2 separate regions of the Sus scrofa genome follow, and region 2 is linked to region 1. The links are chromatin contacts, called in public HiChIP or PLAC-seq maps. All regions are on one chromosome and are shown on one strand. The core of a region is the stretch at or near the end of the contact, and the rest is flanking DNA. Distances in the headings are between cores, read along the strand shown.

Region 1 (2,787 bases), core at 200-2,699:
AGGGTCAGGTGGGCCAGCCTTCCCAAAGGCAACAAGAAAACATTAGGGGCAAAGTGGGAACCAAAGGCCACATATTCTGTCAGAGCAGAATATGAAACAGTATATCCATGCTAGTGATGCAAGACTGAGAAAGAAAAAAGCACGTAATGTATCACGGGCTAGTGTTCAGGTTTTCTCTGTGAAACTTGATAAACAACGCCATTCATGGTTTTAAATAACACTGATTATTCTCCACAGCACTAAACAGTCCATGTAAAATTCATTCATTAGAGTAAGCGAAATAGATTTCATGTTGTGATAGTTGTTAACCAAAAAAAGTCAAGATAAACGTACACCTCTGTGGGTGCGAACAACTCAGACATTTCATCTTGAAGTGGATGGCAATTTACTTTTGTTTGATTACAAATATATCTTTATTCCAAGGGGCACAGTCCATAAAGAACATATTTGAGAAACGTTTTGTGTCTCATTCACGTGATAATTGTGATCACTTAGTTCTCCGTTACCCACACACAGTAAAGTATCATCATTTTCCCGGGTAGTCGTTTTCAACAAACATTGGCTGAACTGAATTCAACGTTATAGGTTTCACTACCGGAAGCCTGAGTTCCGCCACATAATCCTACCTGGCCCTGAATCCCAAAAAGTGGGGATGGGATGCGACTACATGCTAAGTTGGCTTACAGAAGACTGCACACGTTCCAAGTTCTGTGCCAGGATCAGCCACTGACAATTGTCAACAGTTCCGACACAGGATGGGCCACAATGGGGCCCTGAAGTTGCCAACACCTGAAGCAAATTGAAGATTCAGGCCCGTCTCGGCACCGAGGGCGGTTTGACCCTCCCGGAGCCCTACATCCGCGCAAGTCCAGGGGCGCCTCCACGCGCGGAACAGACCCGGATCCCGACCCAAGGAGCCGCCCGGGGGCGGCGGCGCCGACGCGGCCTGGGCCTCCCGGGCCACCCTTCGGCCGCCGAACGGAGGGGTTCCCAGCGCGGCCGACTGTGTGTGGAGCGCGCAGGCCCCGCGCCACCGCCCCAGGCCTCTCTGAGCCCCGGCCTCTCCCCGGAGGGCTGCGGGCAACAAAGGCGGCGGCCCGGGCCCGGCGCGCAGGAGGCCGGGAGGCCGAGGGGTCGGGCCGGCGCCCGGCGGAAGCAGGCCTCGGCCCTCCCCGGCCGGCTCCCCAGCCCGGCTTCCCGGACGCCTATCCCCGCCCGCCCGGCCCCCGCCCGTGGACCCGCCGTGGCGCGCAGGGCCTCGCGCCGACCCGACCCGCGGCCCAGCCCGCGCCGGACCCGCCCCCGCCGGCCTGAGGGGCAGAGGCGCCCCCGAGGCCGCTCCCCCGGGCCCCGAGGATTGGGAGCGAAAAGCCGAGCCCCGACCCAGCCTCCGACTCGGCTTCGCAGACGCTCACCCGGCAGCGGCCCGCTGCGCTCCTCGCCCAGCGCCGGCGCGACTGCCGCGCTCGGCCCTCCTCTCCCGCAACTCCTCCTCCCGCCTCCTTCCTCCTCCTCCTTCTCCAGGAGGGGCGCGCGGCGGCGCCAGCCCGAGCGGGAGCCGGAGCGCAGGAGCGGAGCCGGCCGCTCCGCGCCCACCACTCGGCCCGCGGCGCAGGCGGGCGTCCGCGCGGGGGCTGGCCGGCGGGGGCGGGGGCGCTCGGGGGCGGGGCCGGGGGGCGGGGGCCGGTCCCGCGCCGGAGTCGGAGTCTGGGCATCGTCCGGCTGGTGCCAGTTGAGCCGGCAGCCTTTTTGGTGTCGGTTCTGTCTTTTCAACCTCCCCTCCCCGGTGGTCCAGGCTGACGCAGAAAGGAAAATATTCTGGACCCTCTGGTACCGGCTCTGCCCTTGTCCATGTGGCTGGGAGGCTACCCCACGCGGCCGAGGTCCGCTCACCTAGCACGGTGACCCCATCTGGTCCCAGCTCTTAGGGAGGGACAGGGACAGCCTGGCATGCACGCATCGGTGAGGGGAAGTCTTTCCCCACACCTTTTCTAGCTTAACCGTAAAGTGTGCTTTTTGAGAGAAAACTTATTCCTTGTTTCAGGCCATATGCTTTTCCATTAGTCCTTGTTAGTGGGGTTTTATAAAAAATCTTAGTTGACCGCTGTTTGTGCCACCCAGTTCCAAGGTAGTGTGATGTGAAGTTGTGTGTTGGTAACTTGACTCATTTCTTTGGAAGTTGACTGAGCTGTGTTACTAGCATATAGCAATAACAACAGATTGGACCTTTGTCAATGAGAAGCCATAGGAAAATTCGTGTCCTCTTCTGATGAAAAATAATTACAGGTAAGTATAACTAAAGTCTAAAGAATTATTGTTCACTTAAAGTTGTATTTCTTGAATAGCAGTGACCTTTTAAAAAGGAAACAAATAAGACTCAGGGAAAAAATGTTAAAGTTCAATTTATATCTGAATTACACCTCAACAAAGCTATTAGTTTAAAAAAATTTCAAGTAATCTTAATTTTTATAAATGTGGACATACATACAATTCTCATCTAAACACAAAATCTAGATTAACACTTTAAAAATTGGGTTGTCAGTTGATTTAATTGGTATGTATGAATTGTATATATAAAATTGAAGTCATTTGTTTTATGGGATTCACCAGTCCTCTGTCATCTTCAATTCTTGCTTGAATTCATTACTAACCCCTTACCTGGTTTAATAGCAACAGGGCAATTCTCAAATATCTAGTAACAGTGAATATTGACTAAAAGAATGGTCAGAGAATTTGGTGATAATAGTAAGTAGTAATTAGAAAAGAAGCCAACTTTTCAACCCAGCG
Region 2 (2,787 bases), core at 190-2,689, 52 kb after region 1:
GTGCAACAGTTTGGTTAGCTTATACGGCTATGAGCCAGATATTTTAAGTGAGTCAAGTAACTGGAATAAATGCACAGGATCACAACTTACAGACCTGCTATACATAACCCCAAGTATTGAAATTCATGTCCAAATTGTAAGGAAGAGCAAAACTGCATGCATGCTTCTTCCAGAAAAGAAAAAAAAAAAAAAAAAAGCATTTCTTTCTCTCCTAAGAAAAATCATCACCAGAAAAGATCTCTACCTTCACCCCTTCCCTGATCCATATATGTATCACCAGTGAACGGCTGTCATTTACCATCATGTAAAATTCAATGTGTATTTACTATGTGAGCACTTAAGTATATATGACAAAAACTATTTTAAGTACACATAGAAAATTACAAAGATAATACACATATGGTTCTTCACACATCTACACACAGATATCTATTGGCCATTTTTTCAAGTACTCAGGCATCACTTAAAATATTTGATCTTAAAGTTCATAATTACAAAAGCCTGGGTTGCTGATGGGGATACAATAAAAGTAGAAATTAATAATGAAAGTATACAACAAAGAAGGCAATTAAAAATCAACCTTCTAAACAGATCTTGGGAGAAAAAGGAAACAGTAGTTTCAGGATTGTTGAAAATAATAATAGTTAGAATATTACAAATCTAAATTCATGATATATGACTAGAGCTTTTTTTAGATGCAGATTCATGGACTTAAAATTCACTATAACTAAGAAAGAATTGAAATAAAGTAACTCTTAGCTTAAAAAGTTAGAAAAGGAACAGCGAAACAAACCCAAAGAAGGAGAAAGTAACTGATACTAAATAAAAGTACAGTTAATACATTAGAATATGTTTTTTTTTAAACAGTAGAATTAATAAATTGACAGTTGATACTTTGAGGAAAAACTGGCAAACTAATACTCAGTCTAACAGGAGAATGATAATTGTTTTGAATGTAATAGGCAAGACAATAATTTTTGTCTAATTATAAAGGTAACATCTGCTCAATAATAACAGCAAATGTTAGAAAAGCAACATAATCGATACCACTTCATAGTCTGACCTCCTATTCTACTTAAAAAATGCTTGCTTGAAGTTATTTTTCTCCCATCCCTTACCCACCAACATCCCCAATTTCCTATCATCCAAGACTGTTCATCTTAGAAATATCACTGAAAAAATTAATTCTCTCATTTCTTCATACCGCTTTGTGTATTTTGACCTTGACACTTCAAATACACAACTTAAACCGTCATGGCTGGACAACTACAGATACTTATCAGTTAGTGCAAATGCCTCCTTCTACAGTTTCTGTTTTTCAGTACCTTTGACACACCATTCAGCAGGAGCTATTGCCCTATGGAATGCAGCCACTGTTACAATCTTGGCCAGGCAGGTTTAGGTGTGGGCTAGCTGAATCTTGGTTAAATATACACACTCTCATTTCTTCCTCTCATTTCCTCCTGGTGTCTCTATTTACCACAGCCAGTTGGATGCTGGAGGGCCAGGGTGCTTTGCTGGTGCAGCCTTTTCATCTGTAGAGGTCAGTTACCGGCAGAGGCTAGCAGAGTGGGGAGAAGTCCCTGGAGGACCAAATGGGGAAATAGCCAGCATGCCAGTTGCCCCTCTTCTCTTTCTCCCAGAGGTAATCTGGTCACATAGACTTTTTCACTTTCCCTGACTTCGACAGACTCACTCTGAATTCTTGCCTTTGCATGTACTGTTTTCTCTGGCAGAAATTCCCTTATACTATTTCTTTGCCTGGCAAATAAACTCCTACTTATCCCCCAAGGTCCAGCTCAAATGTCACCACTCTCTATCTACAGACTTGTAGAGGTGGCAAGGTTCTAAGAATGGGACAAAGAAACAAACTTAATCAGTCAGTTATTTGTTGATGTGATAGTGAGCCAGGTACTTCTCCGATTTTAAGTTCCTCCTCACTCCCAATCACCCCCTCCTTTTTTTTTTTTTGCAAAATAGGAATGAGAATTGCTGCCTCGACATCCCTTGTCCAGGGAAATTGAAAAGATCAGTGAGATAAAATATTTTCTAAAATGCAAGTCATTTTATATATTTAGTTTTGTTGTCTTTGCTGTTAACCATTGCTTAGATTTTTTTTCCCTATTAGTTCAGCTCGATCACAGTGCAGAAGTCAACTTTAGAGGCATTCAAATAGGAATTAACCCCCCTACCAATCCCTTTTTCTTTCTACAGTCGCCTTTTTTCTCTTCTGTGTACCCCTCCCCCCACTTCCCCCCCAGCTAGCCTTTATTTCTATTGCGTCCTGTTTACTTTGAAACCAGGTATCCAAGGTCACTGCTTGATTTTGCAGGTTCGTTTTACAGTTGAAGAGGTTAAGTCATTTAGTAACGCAGGGAGGCAGGCGTGGGCTGGGATGGGTAATCCTAACAAAAGTCCGCATTCTAAATTGTAAAGTTCTGGGAGCTGAGAAGTCAGACTGGCAGAGTCATAAACCCCTCGCATAGAAGCGAGGACGCCGGAACCCCAGGCTGGCGGGCACGGTGGCGGGTCCGGAATTCCGGGAGCGGAGCACGAACAAGCGAAGACTACAACTCCCGACGCGCACTGCGGCCAAAGCTGGTTCTATCGCTGCTTGCTTCTTCATTCTTTCCATTTCTTAACAATCCACACCACTGTCTAGGAACTACGAAGTAGTAATTACAGAGAGGCCGTAAGCTTCTTTGGGGGCGCGGGTGCTGGGAACAGCTTACGGAATGCTTCTCACTCCCTGTCTCCTTCGCTCAGGAATTGCGGAACCCGTCTTCC

The links. HiChIP or PLAC-seq counts read pairs in DNA pulled down with a chosen protein or histone mark.
Region 2: a contact with region 1 is called in an H3K27ac HiChIP or PLAC-seq map of alveolar macrophages. The contact joins the promoter of RTTN here to the promoter of SOCS6 in region 1. A contact is called at or near these places in 2 of 5 promoter capture datasets (fetal liver and liver), 4 of 47 Hi-C or Micro-C datasets (embryonic fibroblasts, heart right ventricle, liver and 1 more) and 2 of 2 datasets of contacts at active chromatin or transcription factors (alveolar macrophages and skeletal muscle).

What each region holds. Positions count from the first base shown.
Region 1 is chr1:152,635,025-152,637,811 of Sscrofa11.1, forward strand. It overlaps SOCS6 (suppressor of cytokine signaling 6), which reads right to left and starts at 1,450. Exons shown (of 2, transcript NM_001170518.2): 1 at 1,416-1,450.
Region 2 is chr1:152,686,866-152,689,652 of Sscrofa11.1, forward strand. RTTN (rotatin) reads left to right here and starts at 1,440. Exons shown (of 49, transcript XM_021099277.1): 1 at 1,440-1,543.